Regions from separate parts of the Sus scrofa genome. Here region 2 is linked to region 1. Evidence: chromatin contacts called from public Hi-C data. All regions are on one chromosome and are shown on one strand. Each heading gives the region's core, a stretch centred on a gene start, on an enhancer-like site or on the middle of the called end of the contact. The rest is flanking DNA. Distances are from core to core; before and after follow the strand shown.

Region 1 (7,497 bases), core at 3,194-5,693:
AACCTCTGTGATTACAGGCACACGTGCTCTCTCTCCGGGCCCACCCTGTGTATCTCTCTCCCTCTTCCTGTCTGTCTGTCTGGCGCACTGTCTCTGCCTCTCCCCACATCTGTCTCACTCTCCCTGCTTCTCTGGTATTTCTTTCTCTCCACCCCCTCCTCCCCACCCTTGGGCCCGCGTCTACCTTCCTCTCTGCAGAGACCCCTGGAGAAGCCCGATGGCCTGGACGTGTCTGACCAGAGCAAGGAGCACCCCCAGCACCTGTGCGAGAAGTGCAAGGTGCTGGGCTACTACTGCCGGCGCGTGCAATGACCCGGCCGCCCACCATGCCCCACCGCCCTCCTGCCAGCTGGAGAAGACGCAACCACCCTGCATGTCCCCAAGTGTGCACGTGCAAGGGGGCATCCTCAAAGGCTTACAGGTCTGGTGGGTGGGCTCTTATGTTCTTGTATGTTGACAAACAGTGTTAACTGACGTAGCTGCCGCCCCACAAGGCCCGCTCTCTGCGACTCTCTACAGGTGGGCCTGGGTCTGTGTGGAGGGGACAAGGTGAGCAGAGGTCAGCGCACAGGACCCCACAGAGCCTTCAGCGTCCCCTGCAGGCTCTCCTCTGAGACTCCCTTTTGGGTGAGCAGCCTTACATTGGCCACAAGTGCACTAAATTTACTGTGAATCCCAGAGCCTGCAGGGGATGGTCTCCCAAAACCAGCCAGGTGGCCTTCTCCCACCCAGAACCTTCCAGTTTGCCCTGTGTGAAAAGCCACTCTTGGAAAGCCCTAATTTTCTAAGTCAGTGCTCATGGCAAGCTGACTCCTGTTCTAGCAGCTGCTGGGGAGCGGGCATCTCTGCCCCCTGCCACTTTGAGCCCCAAACCTGACTGCCTCTGAAGCCACTGGCATTGCACCTGGGCCCCGCACATCTCCCCTCCCCCTACACCCCAGAGGTCAGGGATGGGGAGGCACTGAATGTTGGACGGTGCTCCAGCGTGTGACCTGGGGCACAGAGGGCAACACCCCCTCCCCCACCACAGACTTCCCCCACGCGTTTGGATTTTGCCAGCCCTATCCCCTTCCCTTCTCCTTCCCCTCTCACCCATGCTGGGGAGCCACACCCGGAAGGAGGCAATAGGACCCAGCAGGGAAACCACTCTGGCAGGAAGGACCCAGGCCTGGCAGTCCAAAGACCTGGGTTTTAATGCTGACCCCGCCACTGATGCACTACAGAGCCTTGAGAAGGATTCTCACCTCTGGGCCTCTGTTTCCCCACTAAGAGAAAGAGAGAGTGACACCAGAGAGGCCCATTTCTGTCCTGATGTTCTGGAATTCTGCCTGGCTGGGTGCCATCTCCTGGAGCAGAGAGCTTTATTTGGAGAGTTTCCCCAGGCTCCCTACCCATCCCCTTCCCACTATCACCCATCAGTCAGTCACTTAAGAAATCAGGTGGAGGGATGCAGGTCCTCCCCTGTTGCCCCCTGCAACCCCAGCCATGTCTTTTGTCCCCTACCCTGCAAACGTGAAGGAGAAAGGTCTCCCCCTCCTTACAGGGCAACCCCAAGACACGCTACAGAACCTCTGGTTTGCAAAGTGGGGACAATGATTCCTACCTCCTGAGGGGGCGGAGAGGCCTCCTGGCACTCACACTGGACAGGCCTGCCGATGCTGTCCTGGCTAGTGGGAAGGATTGCCTTCCTCTCTGCTCTCTCCCCCATGAGAAGCCCTATTTGCTTTGTCATATTACCCTTCCTTTCTCCCAGGGCTGGGTCCTTTGATGTTGCCCCAACATTATGCCTCTGTGGGAAAAAAAAAAAAAAAAAAAAAAATCAGACCGCGGAATGGGCCTGAAATTCAGTGTTTACCACGGCTCAAGGACACCCAACCTGGGGCCGGTCGTCTTTGGTTTTCAAGTGAAAATGCTTTGTACAACTGAGGAGTTACGGCAAAGTGTTAATCAGGGGTCCAGGGAGTGAGTTGAAGAGATGGAGTTGAGAGTATTTGCAGCCAGAGGGCTGCAGGGTAGATTGGGGGGGGCCAAGCCCTCTGAGCACTTAGGAAGGGTGTGTGTGCTCCAGCCTGAGCCCTGTAGCTGCCTCCCTCCAGGCCTGCAGGGGCAGAACGCCCGCCACCAACTGTGAACGTGCTTACCGCCCACTGAAGAATCCCTCTGCCCCCTGCCTGCTCTACTGTGTCAAGGTGAGCCAGAGTCACCCTGGCCCTGGGTTCTCTGTCCCCGAGAAGCTGTCACTGTCAGTCATCCTCGTGTCCCTCTAAAGAGAGCATTCACAGGGGTGGCAGTGTCCTGGTTTCCACTGCGAGGACAAGGCCCCAAGACTTCCAGGGACTTGGCCCCACGGGGAGGACCTGGGCTTCTGGGTGCTTGGGCTGAGGTTGTGCGGGAAGTCCACATCCTAGAAAGAACCCAGGCTCCAGACTCCAGAAGGAATATCACCCCAAAGTGACCTTTGCAGTGGGCTTGTCCAGCTGGCAGTCACTGCCGCTGCCATCTGTGCAGAATCAGCCACTGTGGGGGGGCTGGGCCCTCCTGCCTGGGGCAGCCCTTCCATATTGCCCCCGCCCCATGGCTGAATTTGGGAGCTCTGTGTGGTCAGCAAAAGCCACTGCTGTCCAGGCTGGTGCTGTGAGAATTAAGTGCTCAGAGGGCCCGGGCGTCCAGGAGACAAGAAAGTGTGTGGTTTCAGTATGTTCAAAAGGGACAATCGCTTGCAGTTAGTAGATCTAGCGATCTAGTTGGGAGATAATGGTGTTTACCCCATATGAAGTATTCAATAGTTCTACTTGTGAATTTGTATTTATTTTGAGTTATACTTGACACAGAATTCCTTTTTTTTTTTTTTTAAAGAAAAATACTATGTGTGTATTTTGAAAAGAAAATTCATGGATGTTAAAATTTCTGCATGGTTTCCAATTTTTCTCACAACACTGAATTTGTTACCTTCTCCCGAAAGATCTTCACAGTGATTTTTGTCTGTATATATTTGAGGGCCTTTTTTAAAAAAAAAAGAAGAAAAAGAAAAAGACAAGAAAAATATAATTACTTGATTTTTGAGATTTAAAATAAACAAAAGGAGAGGCATTTTCAAAACTTCAGAGCTTTCAGGAGGGCAGTAGAATATCAAATGAAGATTTCTGGAAGTATTTTTTGCAAACCTTCTGGTTGAGCTGCAAGAAAATATTTATGGTGAGAACTTTTCTCTTTTTCCTGTTTTTTTTTTTTTTGGTTTGATTTTTTACTATGCTTTGGTCTGTAAAAAGTCTGCAACTGAATTACATTAAGGAAATATTGTCTACATAGAATATTATATGAAGTTGGTACATAATTCTGATGAGGAAAAAAAAAATCTTTGCAATTCTTTAAGCCATATTATTGTTATTCTCTCTTGTTTGCCTTGGATGAAAATATCAGTATTAAGTAGTCAGCATATTATTCAAGTGCTTATACTTATTAATATGTTCCTGTCCTGTATTTATACATATGTGTATTTTGGAAAGTATTGCCTTTTTGGAGGGAAGCTATTATTAGATACTTAGTGAAAAAGGGAATGGGAAGCTCTTTGAGCCTCTTCAGCTGAGGATAACACAGCACTATAATCCATTCTCTTGCACCTTCTTATTATTATCTTGTTATTATGGTTATTAATCTTGTGGGGGGGCAGGAGTGAGCTAGGGGAACAGGGGGCATGTGACTGATTAGCCCCTCTATGGTTGGCCAGCTCCAAAGATGGCCTCCTTGGCCTGATCCAGGGCTTCCGGTCAGAACAGCCCAAAGAGGGAAGAGGAAGACAGACTTCACACCGTTCCTTTTGGAGCTTTGCCATCTGAGCCATGTCCCAGGTCCCCATGCTCTTTGAACTTGGATTTGTCCCCCTGCCCTCCACCATCTAATGGACTTGAATCTACTCGAAATGAATATTTAACCCAGCATCACTACATCACAGCCCAGAGCGACAGCTAACCCTGAAATCTGGGAGGCGTCCAGCCTTGGGGAATTCATCGCTCTCTGTTGCCAACCTCACTCGACGTCCTCCACTCGCATGTGGTGACCCTGTCCATGTCTGTATCTGTTAATATGTGTGTGTCCAGCTAGAAAGACAAACAGAACCCGTGGGCCAGCTCGGAGGGTGCGTGGAGGAGGCTCCCGACCGCTCCCGAGGGCCGCCCTCGGGATGGCATTCCGTTGTGTGCCTTATTCCTGGAGAATCTGTATACGGCCTGCCTATAGAAATATAGCCTTTTCATGCTGTATTAAAAGGACTCTTAAAAGCAAGAGAGGCTCCTGGTTTCCTTGTTTACGCAGAGTGTCCGTGGGAGCTAGACGTTTTCACAGACCAGAGGGGCCAAGTAGGGCGGGAGGACTCGGAGCCGCCCTTCTGCTGTCATGAGTCTGGGACGTCCGGTCCTTGCCCTGCCTCCACACCATTGATTTGCCTTCTCCCAGCCCCTCTGTCCCCAAGCAGACACTCTCTCCAGGGTGAACGCCCTCCCCAAGCAGGGCCCCAGACTGGGCGAGATTGTCAGCACATTAGGTCACAGTTAGCTCAGCGATGGGACTCCCGGTGACCATATATAGGAGTGAATCTTCCTCGGAGATGCAGCCTCGGGCCTCGCCACCACAGCTCCCACTCGGATCTCTCGCCAGGATCAGGATTTGGACCTCAGACACTGGGCATCCCACAGTGAGCAAAGTGAAGTGTCCGGGGCCTCCTGGAAAGACCCTGGGAAAGGGGACAGAGGACTCGTCTGAGCAAGGACCCAGGCTGGGCTGTCTCCAGGTGGGGCTCTTGCTGAGGGCCACAGACAGGAAGCCACAGCTCATAAGGCCTGGAGCCACAGCCAAGAAAGTCTGAGGGAGCCACCTGCATATGGAGCCCTGAGGCCCAGGGTCTTCGCACTTGTGGTTCTCAACCTGGCTGCTCACCAGAATCGCCCATGGGAACCGCCTTGGTCTCACCCGGAGATGCTTGAGAAACCAGCCTGGGTGTCCTTAAAGTCCCTGATCAGTCCAGCATGCAAGGCTGAGAAGTATAGGGCTTTGAAATGGTCTCTAGGGTCCTATGGGGCCAGTGGTGATGGCTGTAAGGAGACTGGTGGGTGGTGGGGTGGGGGGGGTGAGGGGTTTCAGCTCGCTGGAGGGACATCCCCTCCCCAGCTCCAGCCAATTGCTGCTATCTAAGAATACACTGTCTGGGGCAGAGGGGGGAGAGGGGGCGGCAAGAGACTAGGAATTCAGGTTGTTATGTGAAATTTTCCAATTTTTAAATTTTGGCAACTAGTTTATTAAGTTTTTTTAAAATTTTTTCTTTTTATGGCCGCACCCACAGCATATGGAAGTTCCTGGGCCTGTGGTTAAATCTGAGCCACAGCTGTGACCCGAGGCACAGCTGCGGCAATGCTGGATCCTTTAACCCACTGTACCAGAGCGGGAATCGAACCCACACCTCCACAATGACCCAAGCCGCTGCAGTCAGGTTCTTAGCCCACTGTGCCATGGCAGGAACTCCTTAAATTTTTAAATAGCCAAACTATCCGCGAGCCGGCCCATGCCTCTAGACAGCAACCTCTGAGATGGAACAGTGAAACTAAGATGTGAGTCCTTGGGGTCAGGGACCATGGGTTGGGGAGAAGTGGGGGACAGGAAGGAACAGAGGCTCCTGACTCCAGAGGCAGGACCTATTAGCTTATTTGGGGTACACAGCAAATCCTGGCAGCCACCATGCCCTTTCCTGCTCATTGGCACAGAGGAAGGATTAATTCACTTCCTGGTGCCTGGCTTCAGGGTGAGTGAAATGGCAGGCAGGACCAGAACTGGCCTGACGCAGGTGGGTGGCACCCCAGCAGGATGGGCAAAGGAGAGAATAATCCCCCATGAGAGCCTCTCCACCTGCAGCCCAGGGAAGGCTGTGCTCCCTGTTACAGGTCTGAGGACATGGAGCCCCGTCTGTCTCAGTGGCCACAACACTGGCTTCCAGATCAGCCCTGCCTCCCCTGGCTGTGTGACCCTGAGCTGCTCCCCCGGCCTCTTTGAGCCAGAGCTTCCAAGGGGATATTACATGGATAAGAAGCCCAGTGACCACAAGGCCCAGCACATGGCTTGGCACCTGGGTGGCGGGTTAGGGGCCACGGTCTGCGGCTCAGGCCAGAGGTCATACAGGGAGTCTGAGTGGAGCCAGGCCTCCAACCCTGGAAGCTGGTTCATTTGATCATTTGCCCCCTGTGCTGGGGCTGAGGTGTCAAGGTTAGTATTGGATTATCTGCCCTTGTGTGTCGTATGCATGTCCCGTGTGTTTGTTTTGTTTTGTGTTCCACGGAAAGAAAACAACCCAAAGCAAACACAGCCTGCATTTCGACATCTCCTAGAGCTGTGGAAACCAGTAATTCCCCTGGACAGGAAGGATTTCCGGTTGGACTGAATGTCCACGTCCAGAGGCAGCCAAACGCTGAGAGCATAGTCCACTGCAGAAGGGGGCGTCAGGGGTCCCAAAGGGGAGGCCCCGGCTCTGAGCCTGCCCCTGACAGGAAGCCGGCGACCTCCACCCCTGAATTTAAGGCCCCCAGAGGGGAGAGCTCATTTGAGGTCACCCAGCAGGCAGGTGGCTGAGCAGGATTTGAACCCTGAAATCTCACCCCCAGTGTAGTGTTTCAGAGGCGGAGCTGGGGCTTGGCCCCAGGCAGCATGCTAGGCCCAGAGTGAGGGCCCCCAAGCACAGGGGTTGTCTCGAGGGGCAGGCAGCTCCAGCCCATGAAGGCCTTTGTAAGGAGCCCTTACACTGGACACAGGGCTTGGAGACCAGACAGTGCCCCAGGCCTGGGGTCGGAGCATGTCTGTTCAACCACTGCCCCCTCTCCCACCTCAGCACGAAAACCCTGGGGGCTCAGAAGCCACCATGTGGCCCAGACAAAGCTCCTAGCACCAACCCCTCCTTGGAAAATGTGATGTGGAACCTCCCCATCCTGACCTATGAGCTGGGGCAACTGGACGCACCGAGGGCTGCAGTGGATGCTGGGCGGACCCTGCATGCACAGATGCTCTATGCTGGCTGCTTTGACTCTCACAGGCTCTACTGCCATCCAGCTTCTGCCTGGGCCCTGACCACAGGCCCAGGTCTCTCCCGTCCCTCTGGCCCCCTGTGTGCTCCTAACAGTCCTGGCAGGAACCAGGGTAAAGAACACTATGCCAACATGGCAGGTGGGGAAACTGAGGCCCAGGGAGAGTCCTGACGCCTGAGACTGACAGACGGGGCCTCCACTGCACCCTCCGCCCTCAGCTGTTTCTGATCTCGACCAGAGACTCCAAGTGGATTCCCACAAGCCTGCTCAGGCTTTTAGCAACCACTATGGGCGTTTCCTTGGGGCCAGGTCTGAAACCCTGAGCTGTGGCTGCAACCTGTGATACCCTGGGTGAGGAGTCAGGCCCCTGCTTTCCTTAGACAGCTGGACCCTGGCTTCCCACAGTCTACCCAAGGGCAGGCATCCAAATGCCACG
Region 2 (7,957 bases), core at 1,413-3,912, 180 kb before region 1:
CATTCTCAATTATAAGAAGCCCTGTCACTGACAGGGAGCTGGCTTTGTTCTTTTGGTTCAGCATGAAAGAAGGAACAGAGGACTGTCTGGTCTTTTTTTTTTTTTTTTCTTCTAAAAAGGAGTGACTTTGGCAATAACAAAGCTCACGACACATTCGCACCAGACGCAAAGAGTACCCTTCAAGGTTTTCCCTTTTACTCCTCAGTGAAGATATGATGCCCCCAACCTCCACCTCTCTTACCTGAATTGCATCTATAGCAAATGTGTGTGTATCTGTCTGGCAATGACTATATATTTTTTAAAAATGCCTCCAAATAAACATACAAAAGTCCATGAATAAAATGAAGCCAAGCGTCTCAGCCACAGCAAAGGGGAATGATTGCATGAGTCAGGAAACAAAACAGCTACTTCAGCAGCAAGAGGCTATGAGGAGTGGAGGGGGGACATCCTAAGAGAGTTCAAGACCAGCCCAGGTCCTTCAGCACGAGCACAATACGTGGATCAGGAGGGCAGGTGGAGGACAGGGCCAGGGTTCTATGGATGGTCCACACTGGGACACCAGGGGGCTATTTTGTGGATTTGCTAGAAACAGATATTCTTTTGGCCTTTTCTTGGAAATGCTGTTGCCAGCAGGTGGACAGAAGTGACCCACCAGTCACCACTCAGTCGTTGCCACCACAGATCTTCAACAGAATCTTCCGGTAATCCCCTGAAGTGTCTCCCTGGTCACAGAAACAAGTAAGACATCAGTTAAGAGAGGCTCAGCCAATTTTGGCTTCCTGGCTCAATTTTCTCATGCCACGAGTGCCCTTACAGAGAGGGAACCCCATCCTAGGAAATTCCCCACCATGCTGCTGCCGCAGAGGGTGAGAGAGAGGCTCATGCACTTGGCCTCGAAGGTGGCAAGGACCTTGGACAACACCGTTCAGCCTTTCTAGCACCTCCCCACCCCCCGCCAAAAAAAAACAGAAAGCTGCTTTCATCACAATGATCAAACTCAGAATTTGAAAAATAAACACAAAACAGCCCTCGCTCTGAACTGCCTTCCCATGCTGCCTCCACCTAAAGCTAAGAAGTGGCTCATCAGGAAGCCAGAGCCTCGGGCCCTCAGGGGGTTCAAGATGTGATCTCCCATGGATGGGTCACAGAACCACAGGGTATCTGGGCGCCAAAGGCCAGGAACCAGGTTGGGGAGGTCTTTCATGTTCTCTGATGCCGATTTTAGACCCTCCTGCCCCAACCATTTACTGAGCAGCAGATATGCTGGATAGTGGGGTGACAGCAGGATCAAGAGCTGACGACCTACTGTACAACTAGACGAACAAATGAAAACTGGGGAGGGCAAGTTGGAGGACCACAGACAAGATGCCTATACATGGCAGAAGCTGAGCCCGAGGGACCTCTGAGGACAGAGAGTAATGGGGTCAGTGGGAGTGGCCAGCAAGGTCCACAGGCAAGCAGGACACCAGGAAGAAGCTCAGACAGCCCCCAGGGGCTCATACCGTGATGTCGTGGTACAGCGACTTGCCGTACAGCCGCTTATACTCCGCCCGGATGTCCAGGAGGTCAATCTCGCTGCGAGACACCATGATGCGGATCAGGGTCCGGTCCTTGGTTCCTGCTCCCTAAAGAGAGTTGCCCAAGGGTGTGAGCAACGGGCCTCCACACTGATCACTTCCCCACCTTCCCTGGGCCCTGGTCCCCTCCCTGCCCATGGGCCCTCTGTCCTCTTGGCTGAAAGGTGGCTCTCCTCCTGCATCCTTCCCTGAGCAAGGTCCCAGTCACAGGTGGCACCCAGATGCTGCACATGGGGGTTACCTACCCTCATGGCCTTGTTGAGCCTTTCAGCAAAGAAGGCTGGAGTATTCTTAAGACATTTCACTAGAAGAGAGAAACACAGTGTTACTCTATCTGCAGAAAATGGGGGGCGGGGGGGAGGGAGCACAGTCACAGAGCACAGAGCAATCTCCTGAGGAGGCCAGACGTCAAACACAGCACTGCATCTATCTTTCTCCCTCTGTCCCCTCCACCCCCATCTCCCCCAAGCTCAGTTATCCCATGATCCTGGCTCTAGCTCTTTGGAATAGAAACATGCAGAGCTCTTGACACCAACCCAGCCCCGTTCCTGGTAGTCAATGTGATGAAAGGAACTATGTAGGGAAGGAACGGGGAGGGTGATGAGGAACCATGATGCTTCTCACGTGGGAGGGGGCAGACTGGAGATGGCGTGGTCCTTATGGAGAAGGATGGCCAAGTGGAATGAATGTCTCCCTGGGGCTCTCAGGCCACCTCCCAATGGGGATGCAGGAAAATCTGTGCTATCCAGAAAGCTCCAAGAAAAGCAAAGTGAAAGATGGGCCGTGATGTTACCAAGTGGGTCTAAAGAGGAGCCAACCTCATGGGTATGTGGGTGGGCCTGGAGCCCATCAGGCGCTGCCCTCCTCTAGAGGACATGACACAGTCCTGCACTGCAGGAAGCACACCAGCGTCTCAGGAGCTATGCCAGCTTTCCTTGGCAAGGGCCTATTTTGCTATCACAAGTAAAAAAAAAAAAAAACCTTCCACGTGTTTCCATCACAAACATCTGACAAGTGCCTGCAGGGATGTATTTTTAGAGGAAACTTGGCAGGATATGAGTCAGCTCCCTCTGGGAGCGCACTAGTGCCCACACTGCAGCTCCTCCCCCAGAGCCTCGCTTGACACATAAACAAGACACCTCCCTGGGACAGGGAGGCTGGGGCTACAACAAAGCATTGATCCAGGAAGCAGCCTGATTTCCTGTCACTTAGCTGGATTTAGCAATCCTGGATCCTTCCACTATCCTCTTCCTCAACCAGAGGGTGGGTGAGCACCCTGAAAACTTACAACACACGCCAGCCTCTTGCAGGCAGGCCAGAGACACCTACCCACGGCCAGCATGCCCTCCTCCAGGTCCCCAGACATCTCCCGGCAGATGCTCTTCTCAATGTCACGACCTGTCATTCTCTGATACTCGTTGAAAACTAGTGGAAAGACAGAGAGTCATGTTATGGACTGAATTCTATTCTCCCCACCACAGATTCCTATGTTCAAGTCCTAATCCCGAGGACTTCAGAATCTAACTGTACTTGGAGATAAAGTCTTTAAAGAGGCCATAACATTAGAATGAGGCCCTTTGAGTGGGCCCAAATCCAATGTGAGTGGTTTCTTTATAACAAAAGGAGATTTGGGGAGTTCCCTGGTGGTCTAGTGATTAGGATTCACTGCTTTCACTGCCGTGGCCTGGGAACTGAGCCCTATGTCAAGCTGCTGCACATCACAGCCAAAAAAAGAAGTTCTCGTTGTAGCTCAGTGGAAACGGATCCAACTAGGAACCATGAGGTTGCAGGTTTGATCTCTGGCTTCGCTGGGTGGGTTAAGGATCCAGCGTTGCTGTGAGCTGTGGTAGGTCACAGACTCGGCTCAGATCTGGTGCTGCTGTGGCTGTGGCATAAGCCGGCAGCTGTAGCTCCAATTAGACCCCTAGCCTGGGAACCCCCATATGCCTCAGGTATGGCCCTCAAAAGACAAAAACAAACAAACAAACAAAAGAGTGAGAGAGAGATTTGGATACACAAGGAAACACCAAGGTTGCAAACACAAAAATGCTCATGTATAGACACAGCAAAGAGGGCGGCCTCAGGAGAAACCAACCCTACTGAAACCTTGATCTTGGACTTCTAGCCTTCGGAACTGTGAGAAGATAAGCTTTTGCTGTTTAAGCCCCTCAGCCTGTGATACTTTATTATGGCAGCTGACTTGTACGGGAGAGGCAGTGAGCAGGCCTCTGTCCCTTCTGGAACCACCTCTCCTACTCTGCTCCATGGCACCCTGGGTGGCCCTACTGACCACACCTGCCCAGCTCTCAGGTCTGCCGGTTCTTCATCCCAAGGTGAGTACACTCCCCCTGCCCCCCAGGCCTGCTCATGCAGTCCCCTGACTAGCCCTGCCCTCACCACTGCTCACCCACTGCACCGTTAGTAACCCCCTGTCCAGGAGCCCAACTCTGACACTCTCTGCCCAGATCCTAGGCACTTCCAGTCCCAGCCCTTCTCGGTCACTCTACATACCAGTCTTTCTCAATCTGACCGTGAGCTTGCGCTGGGATGGACCGAGCACCCTTGGGAAGTGGCTGTGGGTCCCAAGAGGCAGATGGCACCAAAGAGACAGATTCTAACTTGAGCTCTGTCCCTGGATATAAATCCCCTCTTCTTCTCCAGCCAGGGTCTCAGTTTCTATCCATGTTTTCCAAACTGTTGTCATTTGCATATCAGTATCCTGATTTCTGCTGTATCTGCATCCATCTTCATTACTTACCATTTTCTACAGATCAGCGCCTCTCTTCTAATAATGTTTGTGAAACCAAGGGTTTGATGTGCTATACATATATTCTATATTCATTACAATAAATAATGATTAAGATGAACATATGTTCACCCATGCTCCATTACAGTAAAGTGTAGAAGTTAAAAAGCGTGCTGTGGAGGCAGTCAGCCTGGGTTCAAAGCCCAGCTCCTGGCACGTTACCAGCTGGGTGGCTAAGCTGCCAACTGCCCTGTGGCTACTTCCTCATATGTAAATAGGAGAATAGCACCTACTTGCATGTATTAAAGGCTTAGCACAGGCACAGAGCAGCTGCTGGCGTTCTCACCACCCACGTTGCTAGGTGTGGTCACCATTCTCCATCCACACCTGCCCTCACATGTTCACTGCTGACACTGCCGGCCTCACCTTTGTCTGGGATGTCCCTTTGTCTCCTGCAACGGCCAGGACCCTGTCCTCAGACCATTGGTCTGCCTCCCAACTCCCTCCCAAGGGAACTTCTTGTGGCCCCAGCGCCTCAGACTCCATTGACCCACTCACAGCTCCCAAACTTCCATCTCTAGCCCAAACCTCTTCTGACCACTGGACTCATACACCCAGCTGCCTACCTGGTATCTCCAGCCCAAGGCTCCTAACTCTCCTTCCTCCTGAAGTCTGCTCCATCCAAGCATCCCAGTCTCAGTTGAGGGCCCCTCTCCTCTTCCACTGGCTCAGCCAGAACATATCCTGTGTCATCCTTGAAAACTTTCTTTCTCCCACTCTCCATGTCCATTAATCAGCAATGGGGCCAGAATCTGACCCCTTCCTCCTCACTACCTGCCCCTACCAGCTAATCCAGGCCACCATTTCTCCCTGGGATTTACTGCAGCAGCCTCCTCTCTGGTTTCTTCTCCACACAGTGGGCAGTACACTCGCAAAATCTAAGTCAGATCATGCCCTGCCTTCACACTGAGCCCTCCAATGGCTGTTTTACTCAGGATAAAACCATGCAATTATCAGCAGAGCTTCCTCCTGTCTCTAACCTCACCTCTTCCTCCTCCTCCTCTCACACACCCCATCTGCCCCACCTCACCAGCCCCCTTCACTATTTCCCGGTTGTGCTGAGGGCCTTATGCTCAGGGCCTCTGCATGTGCAACTCCTCCGAGTTCTTTTTTTTTTTTTTTTTTTTTTTGCTATTTCTTTGGGCCACTTCCGGTGGCATATGGAGGTTCCCAGGTTAGGGGTCTAATCGGAGCTGTAGCCACCGGCAACACCACAGCCACAGCAACGCAGGATCCGAGCTGCGTCTGCTCAGGGCAACGCCGGATCCTTAACCCACTGAGCGAGGCCAGGGAGCAAACCCGCAACCTCATGGTTCCTAGTCGGATTCGTTAACCACTGAGCCACGATGGGAACTCCTCCTCCGAGTTCTTAACTCAAATGTCATTACCTCAGTGAGGACTGCCCCCAACATCCTCAGTCCCTTTATCACTTCCTATCCCAGTTTCTAACTTTATAATTCCTCTCTAAAGGAATCTGGTACAGATCGAATTTAGTTTTCGTTTATTGCCCATCTCCTGCAACAAGAAGATGAACTCCATGAGAACAGAGATTCTGCAGTGCCGTTCCCTACACCTGTTCCATGACCTGGCATGTGGCAGAAGCTCAGTTTATATTTGTTAAAAGAATGAGTAAAGAAGTGTTCCTTAGTATTATTAATTGTTCTATTCATTTACTTTTTTGGCTGCGCCTGCAGCATGTGAAAGTTCCCTGGCCAGGAACTGAACCCCACACCACAGCAGTGAACCCAGCCACCGCAGGGACAACACAAGATCCTTAACCTGCTGCATCACAAGAGAATTCCTGTTCTGTTTATTCTTTTTTGGGGGGAGTGGGGTCTTTTTGTCTTTTTAGGGCCACATCCGCCCATGGCACATGCAGTTTCCCAGCTAAAGGTCGAACTAGAGCTGTAACCACAGCCATCGCGACACAGGATCCAAGCCGAATCTGCAACAGCTCATGGCAATACCGGATCTTTAACCCACTGAGCAAGGCCAGGGATCGAACCTGTGTCCTCATGGATACTAGTTGGGTTCGCTAACTGCTGAGCCACAACGGGAACTCCCTGTTTATTCTTTATGCCACACTTTGGAAATCACTGGATGGGGTGCTCTTGAAGGCTCTCTCAACTCTAATATTTCATATGCCAGCAGATAACTATATCAGCCCACAGGAGGCTCCCATTTCCCACACCTCCTCCCTTGCTTCCTACGAGACCAGATGCTTACAGACTCAGGAAACCTGCTAATAATATCTTTTAAATCTCCACCAGGGGGCTCTTTCAAGAAAGTGAAGGGTCTATGCAGAGCGGAACTGCCAAGTGTCCTGCAAGCTCTTGCCTGCCACACCTGTCTGCCCTCATTACCTGGCTGCAGGAGCCAGGGACTGCCTTACCTGCCACCAGGTGGGCCCGGCTCCGGGAGCACAGAATTGCATTGAACTTGGACTCATCTGTTCCCAGGCGGTTCTCCCCAGCTGCATAGAGCTCCTGGACAGAGAGGCAGAAGGGTATGCAATGCAGCCTCACCCCAGAGGCACACCAGACCCAAGTCACCTAGGAGAGCTGGGCAGAGAGCTGGGGAAGGAGGCGGGATGGGTGCAGAGCTGAGCTTCACTCACTGTGCAGGACTAGACAGTATCCACGCATCCCCTCACTGAGCCAGAATAGCTGAGGCCAGCTGGACCCAGGACTGACAAGCAACAGCTTTCATCCAAGCAAGGGAGCAACAACATGGAGAAAAACTGGCTTGAGTCCTAGCTCTGCTACCCATTTGCCATGGGACTCGAGGCAGGCCACTGGCCCTCTCTGAGCCTTAGTTTCCTCACCTCTAAAATGTGAAGTTTGGCTTAGATTCAGGGTCACAAACCTGAAAGCCCAAAGGGGCCAGCTGGGTGACTTAAATGTGGGGATGAGGTCTGCTGTAAGGCCAGAGAGTGGTGGAGACCATGGGAACTAGGCAGAGGGGCAACTACTTCCCAGCTGAGTACTCTGACAGAGGAATAAGGCTCACAGATGCCAGATCCATTTCTCATGAGGAGCTAGAAATGCAGATTTCTATGTGAAATTTCTCAATCTTTAAAAGCAGTTCCCCTATCTATTAGAGGGAGCACTTGAAACAACAAATATAATAACTGATAGATCACAGTTACGGATGCAGGATTTTCTGTGATAGGTGCTTGTCCACTGTTTCATTGCATGCACTGTTGTGTATGCAAATGGGGAGATGCTATACTTTCCTTTTAAATATTTGAAGGTTTGAGACCAATATATTTGCCTATTTGCAATTTCTGTGCCAGATGGCTCCAAAGTGCCTTCCAGGGGCTCAGAGATCCCATAGGTCAAGGTGAGACCAAGCAGGTCCAGGACTAAGAAAGCAGAGCAGTAGGCGCAAGGCCCTGCAACCAAGACAACTTTTGCCTCAGCTAGGAAATGGCCTGTGTAGGAAACAGAAACAGGAAAATCCCCACTGGGGCAAGAGCTAGAGCCTAGGGCTTTGGAGACATCCAGCCCTGAGTCCAGATATGGGAATGGGTGTCTCAAGCCAGGGAGATGTAACAGTGAGGCGGTCTGGGACC

What was found. Hi-C and Micro-C count contacts between places; a contact is called where the count stands out from the background.
Region 2: a Hi-C map of retroperitoneal adipose tissue shows a contact between it and region 1, with 1.5 times the contacts expected there. The contact joins two enhancer-like sites. A contact is called at or near these places in 3 of 47 Hi-C or Micro-C datasets (mesenteric adipose tissue, retroperitoneal adipose tissue and subcutaneous adipose tissue).

Annotation. Positions count from the first base shown.
Region 1 is chr14:81,694,772-81,702,268 of Sscrofa11.1, reverse strand. LOC110256808 (a long non-coding RNA gene) reads right to left here. Exons shown (of 2, transcript XR_002338824.1): 2 at 3,209-4,729. It overlaps ZCCHC24 (zinc finger CCHC domain-containing protein 24), which reads left to right. Exons shown (of 4, transcript XM_021073637.1): 4 at 199-2,849. The coding sequence ends at 312. Among named protein-coding and RNA genes, the nearest start is that of PPIF, 24 kb to the right of the region's middle. Within about 2 kb of position 4,443, at least 31 of the 83 cell types and tissues checked have an H3K27ac peak or open chromatin away from gene starts, as enhancers often do. A contact at or near this core is called in retroperitoneal adipose tissue, where this site is marked.
Region 2 is chr14:81,871,531-81,879,487 of Sscrofa11.1, reverse strand. ANXA11 (annexin A11) reads right to left here. Exons shown (of 15, transcript XM_001924178.6): 11 at 6,776-6,869; 12 at 2,907-3,002; 13 at 1,823-1,881; 14 at 1,503-1,625; 15 at 1-722. The coding sequence ends at 663. Among named protein-coding and RNA genes, the nearest start is that of PLAC9, 26 kb to the left of the region's middle. Within about 2 kb of position 2,662, at least 35 of the 83 cell types and tissues checked have an H3K27ac peak or open chromatin away from gene starts, as enhancers often do. A contact at or near this core is called in retroperitoneal adipose tissue, where this site is marked.